Regions from separate parts of the Mus musculus genome. Here regions 2, 3 and 4 are each linked to region 1. The links are chromatin contacts, called in public HiCAR-type and promoter capture Hi-C maps. All regions are on one chromosome and are shown on one strand. Each heading gives the region's core, a stretch centred on a gene start, on an enhancer-like site or on the middle of the called end of the contact. The rest is flanking DNA. Distances are from core to core; before and after follow the strand shown.

What was found. Promoter capture Hi-C pulls out the DNA fragments that hold promoters and counts their contacts. HiCAR-type assays count read pairs that join an accessible place to other places.
Region 2: a promoter capture Hi-C map of hippocampal neurons shows a contact between it and region 1, with 5 times the contacts expected there. The contact joins the enhancer-like site here to the promoter of Dclre1c in region 1. A contact is called at or near these places in 12 of 39 promoter capture datasets (the 3T3-L1 cell line, 3T3-L1-derived adipocytes, the C10 cell line and 7 more), 1 of 484 Hi-C or Micro-C datasets (cortical neurons), 4 of 115 datasets of contacts at active chromatin or transcription factors (astrocytes, embryonic stem cells and large pre-B cells) and 1 of 9 other capture datasets (adipose tissue).
Region 3: a promoter capture Hi-C map of hippocampal neurons shows a contact between it and region 1, with 4 times the contacts expected there. The contact joins the enhancer-like site here to the promoter of Dclre1c in region 1. A contact is called at or near these places in 8 of 39 promoter capture datasets (the 3T3-L1 cell line, 3T3-L1-derived adipocytes, the C10 cell line and 5 more) and 3 of 115 datasets of contacts at active chromatin or transcription factors (astrocytes, large pre-B cells and pancreatic cancer cells).
Region 4: a contact with region 1 is called in a HiCAR-type map of astrocytes, with 2.7 times the contacts expected there. The contact joins the enhancer-like site here to the promoter of Dclre1c in region 1. A contact is called at or near these places in 5 of 39 promoter capture datasets (the 3T3-L1 cell line, HPC-7-derived erythroid cells, embryonic stem cells and 2 more) and 1 of 115 datasets of contacts at active chromatin or transcription factors (astrocytes).

What each region holds. Positions count from the first base shown.
Region 1 is chr2:3,422,708-3,425,572 of GRCm38.p6, forward strand. It overlaps Dclre1c (DNA cross-link repair 1C), which reads left to right and starts at 1,424. Exons shown (of 14, transcript NM_146114.3): 1 at 1,424-1,619; 2 at 2,657-2,708. The coding sequence starts at 1,511.
Region 2 is chr2:4,635,379-4,638,243 of GRCm38.p6, forward strand. It overlaps Prpf18 (pre-mRNA processing factor 18), which reads right to left. Exons shown (of 10, transcript NM_026045.4): 6 at 1,770-1,838; 7 at 450-590; 8 at 253-324. Among named protein-coding and RNA genes, the nearest start is that of Prpf18, 15 kb to the right of the region's middle. Within about 2 kb of position 1,418, at least 13 of the 459 cell types and tissues checked have an H3K27ac peak or open chromatin away from gene starts, as enhancers often do.
Region 3 is chr2:4,478,892-4,481,756 of GRCm38.p6, forward strand. The region is part of intron 3 of Frmd4a (FERM domain containing 4A); the gene reads left to right. The region is part of intron 3 of Gm39751 (a long non-coding RNA gene); the gene reads right to left. Among named protein-coding and RNA genes, the nearest start is that of Gm39751, 33 kb to the right of the region's middle. Within about 2 kb of position 1,485, at least 57 of the 459 cell types and tissues checked have an H3K27ac peak or open chromatin away from gene starts, as enhancers often do. A contact at or near this core is called in pancreatic cancer cells, where this site is marked.
Region 4 is chr2:4,444,396-4,447,260 of GRCm38.p6, forward strand. The region is part of intron 2 of Frmd4a (FERM domain containing 4A); the gene reads left to right. Among named protein-coding and RNA genes, the nearest start is that of Gm23691, 65 kb to the left of the region's middle. Within about 2 kb of position 1,451, at least 112 of the 459 cell types and tissues checked have an H3K27ac peak or open chromatin away from gene starts, as enhancers often do. A contact at or near this core is called in astrocytes and liver, where this site is marked.

The DNA.
Region 1 (2,865 bases), core at 174-2,673:
TCCTGGCATCATCCCATGATCACTTCTGCCTCTGTGAAAATATTCTTGTCATATTCTTCATTTTTGTGGCTTTTCAAATGTGCTGAACTCGGATGGCACATCAGAGTTAGCCATGTAACCACTGTGGATCGAGAAACCTCATCTTAAAGGGAAAAAGAGAGTTTATTCTGGGGCCATTTTTAATAACCTTGGGGCTGGAACAGAGATTTGGGTCATCCTAAATTCCATGTTCCAACAAGGAAAGAGTTTCACAGTTTTATAGAAGAAAGTCTTAAGTCAGGTCATATTTAGTGTACATCGGAGAGCAAAGATGAGAAAGCTTTTCTATAGGCCCGAGATGCTATCTGATGACGTTCTTAATTTTTGGGTTAGGTGAAAATAGTGGTCTGCTAAACTAGGAGATTCCAAAAGGTTTTCATCTGTTACTCACAAGATGTTAATTCCAACAGAGATAAACAAGGGATGGCTATTCCCAAGGGCTAGAACTAGCTCAAGATACGATAATTCGCTTCTGGATCTGCAACATTCTAATCTCCCCACAGTACTAAAACCAGTCGCTCAGTTTTTGCAGACACTGCTTCTTTTCAGTTTTCCTGTTTACCTCCACAAGGCTTGCCAAAGTGTTCTGCATAGCAGGGTTTGGAGGTTCCAGTTGATCAACAGTGCTGAGTATCTGAGGAGAACTTGCTAGGAAGGAGAAAATAAATGCCACTGACAAAGTCTTTGGTGGATCTTAGTATGATTACTACACACTTTCCCACCCTGCCCCCCATCCTCTCCCTCTGTCTCTTTATATATCCTTCTGACTTCCTCAAAGTACAACTTAAATGATTACTGGAGGCCAGCAGATCAATGGAATCTTTACTCCCCCCACCCCTGCTCTAAGAATCTATGTCTGAATTGTAGCCTTCAAAATATAGTTAGCTTATATAATACAGAAGAGGGAGCAACTACCAATGGAATCTACTAACCAAGAGTCAGAGGCAATGACTCATCCAATCCTCGTGGTTACCCTATAAAATACAAATTGGGATAAGATTTTTAAAAAAGTGAAAAGAACTCGATCTTCACTAGATCTGAGGAAATGCAAGGCAATATGGTTAAGAAAAGGGAAGCTCTCTGGCCTCCATTCTCAGTTGTGTTTCGTTTCCTGCCTTGGTTCCTCCACAGATGCGGGCAGATCTGCATTGCGCAACAAACACTTCGGTGTCTTTTCTTGCTTTCTGGCAGGAACGTGACTTTCCATGACCAGCCAGTGCTACCCACAAACTACGCACAGCTGTTTCTCCGTGCCCAGCTGGTGCAGTTATTTAAACCAAGGGACTTGGGAGGCTGGATCAGGATTGGATGCCCATTGGCTCCGCCCCTACCTCAAGGGTCCTTTGATTGGATGTGGCTGAGCTCTGCCGGCCTATGGGTAGGCGGTGCGCAGGTTCCCGGAAGTGGCGCCCAGGGTCAGTGTGTGCTTCTGTTTCCGAGGTGGGCTTTGGGTCTAGTGTTCCCGGGTGCGATGAGCTCCTTCCAGGGACAGATGGCGGAGTATCCAACCATCTCCATTGACCGCTTCGACAGGGAGAACCTGAAAGCCCGTGCCTACTTCCTTTCGCACTGTCACAAGGGTGAGTGAGCTCCTCTCGTTACCTATTTCAGGGGCGCTATGGTCTGAAGAGGCAATGGCAGAGGTCGGCACCTGGTGAGGGGAGGACAGGCTGGGACTCCGCGAGGCACTGGGAAGCACTCCTAATGCCAGTTGGCGCTTAACCTCTGGCTTTATTGAGCTCCTGGTCTGTACCACCTCTGTAACCCCAGCTCCTAACCCCAGCTCCGGTTGCAATCAGACCTGGACGCTGTGGTAAGGCAGAGCTGTTAGAAGTGCTGGTTGCTGTCCCAGCGGAGGGTATGTTTGGTAAGGCTTAATTAATTAGCTCATGCCCAAACTTCCCTAATTCTCGTTTATCTCGAGTAAGGAAAACACGTTTCAGAACGTCTACACCCAAAGACATTAGGTAAGAGCGAAATGCCCCTCTCTCACACAGGCACGTGTTTCAGAAGTTCTACATCCCGGAGATATTTGGCAAGAGCCCAAGATCGATCTGTACATCTATCTCTGTCTCTCTGTCTCTCCTCCTCCCTCTCCCTCCCTCCCTCGCTCCCTTTAACCCCCCCCCCCCCACACACACACAAATGTTTCTCACACTATACTCTTGGGTGTGTGTGTGTGTGTGTGTGTGTGTGTACAACCAGTCGATAAGCTTGGCCAAGTGTCCCCCATTTTTCTTCTTTATTATTTACTTATTTTAGGTTGTGGGGCAGAGCTTCACGTATCCTAGGTGGAGTCATATCAGCCCACCCAGGTTCTCATACTCGCACTTGATCTTCCTGCGTATGTCCCCTGACCCAGGTGGGACTTGAATAGCTTTCATCAGCTCAGGGTCTAACCCTTTTTAGTGGTTCCTGTTCCCTACTCTGAAAGGTTCGTCATGTGCAGAAGAGCCAAAGGCCTGTGGGAATCTATTTGCTCAGAATGGTGAGCCTTAGGTAGTTTCTCACAGTAGGAAGCTTACAAAGACAACCCAGCTGTTGCAGGGAAGAGAAATCCTCTAAAAAACCAAATCAAACAAAACATGGTTATGATTTCTAATTCTTTTCCTTGTAGATCACATGAAAGGATTAAGGGCTCCTTCCTTGAAAAGAAGGCTGGAATGCAGGTAATTGGCTTTGTTACTTATTTGTATTTAAGTAGATATCTTAACTGAGAGATAACACCTAGGCAGAACAGGACATACACCCTAGCAGGGTAGCCTGTATAAACTTTATGAGCTTATATAAACATTATGTGGCTTCCACACAGATAAGAAGTTGAAC
Region 2 (2,865 bases), core at 168-2,667, 1.2 Mb after region 1:
ACTCTGATATTCAATCCCACCCATAGACGAGCATGCCTATATATCGCACATGCTCTGAAGAACCTCTTAACCGGCTTTTAAAATGACTAAGACACAAAGATGAGGTCTCAAGTTTGTTACTCAATGCCAAGAGAACAAAAAGACTTTCTCCTCCTACCTGCTTCATGCTTCATACTCATTCTTAAATGTACTATGTAAAATTCTCCCCATTCCATAATGGTTACAGCAACTGTAACACATAGTATAATTTACCTTCACGTACTCTCTCTGCAACATGAACTTAATAATATCTGTTATTGATTCTTTAATATCAGCAGGAAGATTCTAAAAAGAGAAAAAACATAACTAGTTTTAGAAGCTACCATATGTAGTGAAAACTACTTATTCTATATATTCTGATTTAAACAAACAAAAATATGAGTTTAGAAAGAATCTTCCAGAAGCCTCACCCTTTTCCGGAGCTTTCTGAAAAGCGGTCTGAGGTAGGACTCCGTCTGCTTCTGGGTAGCACTGTTCAGTTTGCCCTGCACACTGCGTTTCACGTAGTCCTCTCTGGCATTCAGTTCTTTAGCCCAAACACCAAGAAGAAACTGTTGGGAAAAAAAAAGTTAAGGCTGCAGTGCCCCCCAGTGGTGTGTGTGGAGAAGCTCTCAACACGGACAGTCAGCACAGAATCGTCCTTATCACTGCTTGAGTAAGCTGTCATCTACTAAGATTTAATTAACAAACAACTTGTTTGTTTCATCATGTGCTTCAAAGTCAAGACACCCAATTATGTACATGATGAAGATGGACCACTTCCGAAAAAAGAGCTATCAAATTCCTCAATGACTGGATTGAAATAAACTCACTATATTTTTATTTGTACCTATTATGCACAATTCAACTAATCCGGGTTTATCATATATATGCACTTTGATATCCGATCAGTGTTTGAAGTATGTTATATACTATTTAGATAGATAGATAGATAGATAGATAGATAAGTAAGTAAAACTCAAACTGCAATCCATGCCGAGTTCTCAGCCTGGCAAAGGAACCCAGAGCCCCTTGGGTGTAATTGCAGACTCTTTCCAGGGACAGGTGGCAATGAAGGCTGAAGTGAGGACAGACCATCAAAGAGAAGGGCAGCTCCATGCACAGTCTAGATCTATGCTGTGTAGCCTGGGGATACACAGAACCCTGACAACTACAGCATTCAAGACATAAATACTTTAAAATTCTAAATAACAAAGTAAAAGAAAATGTAAATACAAATAAAAGCAGTCCTTGGTCTCCCAGTCTGCAGACAAGTATTTAAATGAATTTAGGATCTGACCTTGTTCTCCCTAGATAAGGAAAGAGACAGCAAATACAGAACTAGTCAAGACGGAAGCCCAGTACTCAGGAAGCCGACCTTGCTCCTGATCCTAGCTCTGCTCACTCTGCTCGAGGCCCTGCCCTAGCTCCCTCTCTCCGCCCACCACCTCCCTGGCACAGCTCTCTAGAGTATCTGAGGCGAACGAACAGGAACTCCGAATGCTGTGGCCACTCTATGCTGCAATCACTGTCCCTGGCTTTTGGGCAAAGCCCACACAGAAAGCAGACACACACTTCCATCCATTATCCAGCACACATAGGGTGAGAGGCTCCAGCAGCCTAGCACTTAGCAGCAGGCACTCACATGGCAAGTACAAACGCTGGGGAAGTACCCTCCCCAGGATATTCCCCGTGTAGGAGAGTTTCCTACACATCCGCAATGGTCTCCGGCCCTTCCCTACAGCACTCACCTTCAGGAACTTGGTGATGATGTCCATGTCCTTATGATCGTCACCTTTCCCTAAGGACTCCCCCAGTGCCTCAAGAGGAAAAAGAAAACATGCCTGTTCACTAACACATAGCAATTTAAAAAGAAGGTGTACAAGTGTGTGCATGTGACCAGCAATATGTTAAAAAGGCTTTACTAATGCATAGACAAGTTAGGAAAAACTGCACATTCTATGTAGAGATGCGCTACGTCTTATGCATGGAGAGGTAAAAGTCAGCAAAGTGGCTCAAGGGTAGAGGCGAGTGCTGCCTGCAGAGAGAGGCAGACTGGACAGCCTGAGCTCAATCCAGGTAAAGGCGGAGAGAGGACCAGGCCTGCACAGGCACAATCTGCACTCCACACACATGCACACAGCACACATACACACAGTAATAACTCAAAATACTTTACACACTGTTACTGCCTTTTGCTACATATCTGTGTTTGGACGTGTGTGTGTGTGTGTGTGTGTGTGTGTGTGTGTGAGAGAGAGAGAGAGAGAGAGAGAGAGAGAGAGAGAGAGAGAGTGAGTACGGGAGCTTAGAGCCCGGAGCTGCAGTGTGAGCCGTTCAGCATGGGTGCTGGGAACCAAGCTGGAGAGAGCAGTGCACGGTGTCTATCACAGTTGAGCCACCTCAGGCCCCAATTTTGCAAATTTAACATAAAACATCAATGAAAACATCTGTTAACAGAGCTGGGCACTTCTCCTAGATGGATAAAATGGCCTAAAATCAGATTATGCTGGTGACAACACCCTGTGGATATATATCATGAGCCACTCAACTGTATACTTGATTTTGGTAAATTATATTGCATGCAAATATCTTAAGAGAGTTCAAAAAAATAAGGAAGAAAGAGAGGAGGACTAGAGGGAGGGTTAACAGGACAGAGGGAGGGAACAAGCCTGAGTGACAATCGATAGCTCACTCAAATTATTTAGTAAAAGTTACAGAGCATCCCAAAGAGGAGCTGGAAGGGAGTGCAGTAAAATGGCGTCCTTAGCTGCTACCTCACTCTAGAGATCCCTACATTTTCAGAAACCAGAGACTAAAGCAAGGACAGGTGACAGCTTAACATAA
Region 3 (2,865 bases), core at 235-2,734, 1.1 Mb after region 1:
CTGAGACACTGTACAGAGGCTACCTTCCTGAAACATGGTAGAGGGGCTACTTCTGAAGGGCCCAGTCCTACAGAACCAAAGCTGCAGGATCTCCACGACACAGGGCAGCAGCAGGATATCTTGGGGGGAGTCCCAGTGAGGATCCAGTATTGATAATAAATAAATCTTAAATAAATATTTATATGAAAACATTTGTGGGAGAGAAGGCATGTAAATTTAAAATTTACAAATTTAAGGGGGCCATTTCTAACAGGTTGAGGATCAAGGCCTGCCAAGTTCAGATTTAGTCTTCCCTTCTCTATAGGGAATAAAACCGGGGGAGGGGGGGTGGGCGCAAAGGTCAGTTGTGTAGCTTGAGTACTTTCCTAGTGTGCTGAGGACCATGGGCTTGTGCAGCACCACAAAGAGAAACCCAAACAAACAAATAGCATAAATGAAATTTTCATTTATCCAACTGGCATCCATTTAGAGAGTCTTTCCTTATATTTTATTTCTTAAATACTTATAGTGTTAATTTAATTCCCAAATTTTAATATCTAAGTTAACAGCTAGTAGAAGACAAAGGATCCTCTCTTAAAAACCAAACACTAAATAACTTCAGCCAAAATAAGCAGTCGGCAGACCACAAGCTGAGGCAATGATTGTTATTGCAACTAACATTTGTCTCCTGTCCCCAGTTTTATGAATTGCCCCTCAGATGGTATAACTGAATATCCATATTGTTTAGGAATGTTTAGACGTTAGCCATTATTGCACACGTAGTTAGAATGTATTTCACATGCCAGTTAAGAAAATGAGGGGTTCACACAGATCGTTTCACCACATGACCCCTTGAAGTTTGTTAAGAATTTACATTCCATCTCTTCCACAAATGCTTGCACATAAGAGTTTTGCTTAAGTTTTAGAGGGATTGCATGCACTCTGGGACCACAGTCATGTTTAAGAACACAAAGGCAGTCACTTGAGGATTATTTCTTTCAGCTTCTTGTATCACATGTGTGTGCATGTGTGTATGTATCTCCTTTGAGTCAGGTCTTATTGGCCTGGAGCTAACCAGTTAGGCAAGTATGGAGAGCTAGGAATCCCCAGGGATCCAACTATTTCAGGCTCCCAAAAACAGGGCTTTCAAAAGCAGCCCATCACACCTATTTCCTCCTCTTCCTCCTCCTGCTCCTCCTCCTGCTCCTCCTCCTGCTCCTGCTCCTCCACCACCTTCTCCTTTTACTTTCTATTACTTCTTTGTGAATTTCACATCATGCATCTCAGTCCTACTCATCCCCCCCCCCCCGTGCTCCTCCATATCTGCCCTCCCCCTTGCAACCCTCCCCCAAAGAAAACAAAACAAAATCTCAACAACAAAAAAAAAAAGTGCGGAGTGTCATGGTGTGTCACCATGTGTCACACAGTATACCCTTTGTCCACACATCTTCACTTGTGACTGTTCATTGCGGTGAGTCACTGGTCTGGTTCGAGACCTCTGACTTACTTCTATGACTATCAATACTGGATCCTCGCCAGGACTCCTCTCAGGACATCCTGTTATTGCCCTGTGTCATGGATCAGCCCCTTCAGAAGTTCATAGATGGAGTAGATGTTGGGGTGGGTCAACTCAAAGCCCTGGATCTGGGCTTCGGGATAGCTGAGTTGGCCAGCCCACCAGCTCTCCTGTTCTCATACCCTCATGGATCTGGGCTTGGGGGTAGCTGAGCTGGTCAGCCCACCAGCTCTCCTGTTCTCATACCCTCATGGATCTGGGCTTGTGGGTAGCTGAGTTGGCCAGCCCACCAGCTCTCCTGTTCTCATACCCTCATGGATCTGGGCTTGGGGGTAGCTGAGCTAGCCAGCCCACCAGCTCTCCTGTTCTCACACCCTCAGGGCCAGCTCCTCTGAGGTACCCACACACCTACCTTCTTATGTGGATGTTTGTGTGGCAAGCATTTTATCGATTAAGCCATCTCCTAGTGCCTACGTTGCAATTAATTGACTTGCTTGATACAGGCCCAGGAGTCCAATTTACCTAAATAATGAATGTCTTGTTGGCAATTCACCTGTGACATACTGCCACACATGCTGGTTCATAAAGTGTGCCCTAGCCTTCCCTGTTCTATGTCCTTTCTTACACAGAGCACATGGCATTGGCTGAGGCATCCACAAAGAGTCTAGTTGAAGCCACAAGTTTATCTAGCATTTAAAAACCATCGGAGTTCAAAAGCAATTTCTTATCTTGGGAGTGAGACCCAGCAGCATTAGGTCTGGGAACATAATTTACTTAAACTGGGCTCAGGGGTTCCGCTCATTAACTCCTAGACAGCAAGACAGAGAGAGTGAGTGGCTGTAGCCTACCATGCCTGGGCTGTCATACTTGCTTCTGGGAACTTGACATTTAGTGGTCTTGACAGCCTCTGAGCCGAGCACTCCACTGTCACATACCACGGCAAACAACAGCACCTTATGTCGAGTGACCAGAAATGCGTTGGAGCGTAACTTTAGATGTGTGTAGCTCACACAGATGAGGAAGGACGGTGCTGCTCGGGAAGGCACTCAGTGTGAATGACGAGCCTGGCTCTTAGACTGGGTGAGCAGGATGGATGCCTCCAGAGGACCTCATACCCGGGGCAGGAGCATCGGCTGTGCCTGATGACAGTCACTAAATCTATAAGAAAATGGGTCTCAGAGCAGCGGGGAAAGCTCAGTGGATCAAGTGCTTGCTCAGCCAGCGTGAGAACCAAAATTGACATCCCCAGAACCCAAATGAAAGCTCTACAGGCGTGAGGACTCGCTTTATGCCCCACCCTTAGGAGGCAGAGACAGGGGAAGCTGACTACCGTGACTAGCTGGAATCAGCCAGCCCTGACTCTGTTTCAA
Region 4 (2,865 bases), core at 201-2,700, 1.0 Mb after region 1:
GATAGATAGATAGATAGATAGATAGATAGATAGATAGATAGATAGATAGATAGATAGATAAATGCAGTGTAAAAACTTTATCCTTATACTCAAGACAATCACAGAGTATAGTGCCAGCGCCAGGAACCAGAGACAACAGCAGTCAGATTCTTAAATCTAAAGGGACAGCTATGGCTGCAGCGTAGTTCTGTGGTAGCATTCTTGTCTACCATGCTTGAGGTCCCGGGCTCCCAAATATTGCAAAAACAAACAAACAGACGCAATGGCTAAAGGGTCAGGCACCCAGATCTCAAACTTTGGTTACACTTGTTGAAATAAGATCAAAGTTAATGTTTAGAGTCTCAGCTTCCAAGCATGGACTTCGATGTTAGTCCAAATTTTAAATGCTACTATATCAGCCACAGTGGGTACTGCAATAAAAGGCCACAGGCTAGGTGGAGGGATTAAAGTCAGAAATGCATGTCTCACAGGCCTAGATGATAGAAGTCCAAGAGCGGATGTAAGCAGGGTTATCTTTCCAGAGCCGTCTCTCTGGCTTGCAGCTGGCTGCATTCCTTCTGTCTTCATGTGGCCTTGGCTTTATATCCTCCTCCCTCCTCCTCCTCCATCCCTCCCCTCCTCCTTGCCTCCTCTTCATGGTCTTCTTTTTCTTTCTCCTCCTTTTTCTTCTCCTTTCCTTCTTCCTCTTCTTCTTCCTCCTGCCCCTTCTCCTCCTCCTCCTTTCTTCTACTTTTTCCTTTTTCTTCCTCCTCCTCCTTTCTTGACACTGATCCTGTTGAATGGAGACTCTGCCCCTATAACTTCATTTAGTCACCTCTTCAAAGGTCATTTCAGAATCCAGCTACTTTCTAAGACTCCATGATTTGGATGTTAACAGTGGATTTGAGGGGGTGGAGAAATGACTCCGGTGTGAAGAGCACTGCTGTAGGAGAGGACCCAGGTTCAGTCTCAAGTACCATATGAGACTCTTACAACCACATGTGGCTCCAGCTCCAAGGGATGCAGTGCCCTCTTCTGCCCTCTTTAGGCACCTGTACTCACATGTCCATACACTGAGACATACACACAACTTAAAAATGAAACTATTTTTAAGAAACAATAAGTTTAGAGAGGGGCAATTCAACCCAAAACCATGACCCTGGGTACATAATCTTCTCAAGTCTTAGAATCTACTTTGTTTTTTGATATGTAAGGAAAAGAACAAGCAGTAATCACATGTACAAAAGCTGCTGGGAAGCCAGGGAACAGCAGGGACGCTGCCTGCTAGCCTGCCCCTGGCAGTGCCGCAGCCTCACCGCACCATTTTTATAAGGACACAGTGGCTTGCTGTCTGGAATGAGCCATCCGTTTCTCTGTCTGAAAGTCAGTATTTCCCAGTCATGGGCTTCTCTTGTTCCAGCTCTGAGACACTTGGCAAGTCCACAGAGCAAGCCAAGCATCAGCTGGGTTCAGCCCTAGCCAGCTCAGACTTGAGTCATCACTCTGAGTTAAGCTTGTATCACCCACTCTAGCACTCTGTCGTAGCCACCGTAAGTTGTGGCTAAGGACTCCCAGGTGTCCCTGCTCCTCTGTGGCCACACACAGCAAGTCTGTATGCCTGCGACTTAAAGAACCTTTATGTACACTCTGACATAACTGTGTGGAAATCCAGAAAACCCCATAAGACTAAGCCCTCAGGCTGCTGGGAGCTCACAGAACAAAAAGACCAGGATGCTAACGGCATCTGAGGCCAAATTGCCTGCGCCACCACCAAACCCCAAGAACTTTACAACTACACGAGGAGTTCCCTTTGGCAGGCTCTCTGCCTGTGGCAGGGATCCCAGTGGCTGAGCTGTACCACTGAAGAAGCTCATTCAAAAGTTATTTCCTCACAAACAGCTTCCCTAGTCTTACATCCAGATGTGTTACTAAATAAGTGGTGACCTCCCAAAAGTGCCTGCAGAAAGGCTGATTCTTCTAGGCCCACCCAGCCCTGAAGTTACACTAGTCATCATAAGATGCCTTTTCTTCAATGTTGTGGTTATAGCCAGTACATTAGACCCTAGACTAAAGGAAAACGGTCATTGTCCCCATCTCCCAAGAGCATGCAGTCTAAAGAGTGAAATGTCAATCCAGTCAGATATATAGAGACGAATTTCTAAAAGTAGAAGCACTGAACCAAGAAGGGAAACAGCAAAGAGATAAGATTTTTAAGTCAGCCACCCATGCATGGTGTGTTATAGCTCAGAGTGCTTTCCCAAGTAAGAATAGAAAAGCCCTGCCCTGTCTTTCACAGAAGTTTTCAGACTACTGTATCTTTCCATCTTTTGCAAAATGTTCCCTGGCCAAGTTCTCATGGAGACCAAGAGATTCTCAACTGCTATGACGCAGTAGGAGAGGGGAAACAGAAAGGAGAACACTCGGGTTGGAATAGTAGACATGGGATCCTCTGTGGTTCTGCAAATGGACATGTGCATATTATACAAAAGGAATATAGTTCAGATTTTGAGATAGGGCCTCATGGTGTAGTTCCATCTGGCCACAAAATTATAATTCTCCTGCCTACCCTGCTTTGTGCTGGGATTACAGGTGTATAAAACTGTCTTCTTCCCTCTCCCTCCCTCCTTCCCACCACTGTGTGTGTGTGTGTGTGTGTGTGTGTGTGTGTGTGTGTGTGTGTGTGTGTGTGTGTGTGTTAGTGTCTGCATGTGTGTACATGTATATGGCAGACAACCTTAGATATCATTCCTCAGTTGCTATCCACATTGTAGTTTTGAGACAGGGTCCCTGGCTGGTTTAGACTTCACCAAATAAGCTAGATTGGCTGCTGAGTAAAACCCAGAGATCTGTCTATCTCTGCATCCCCAGTAGTGGAGTACAATGATC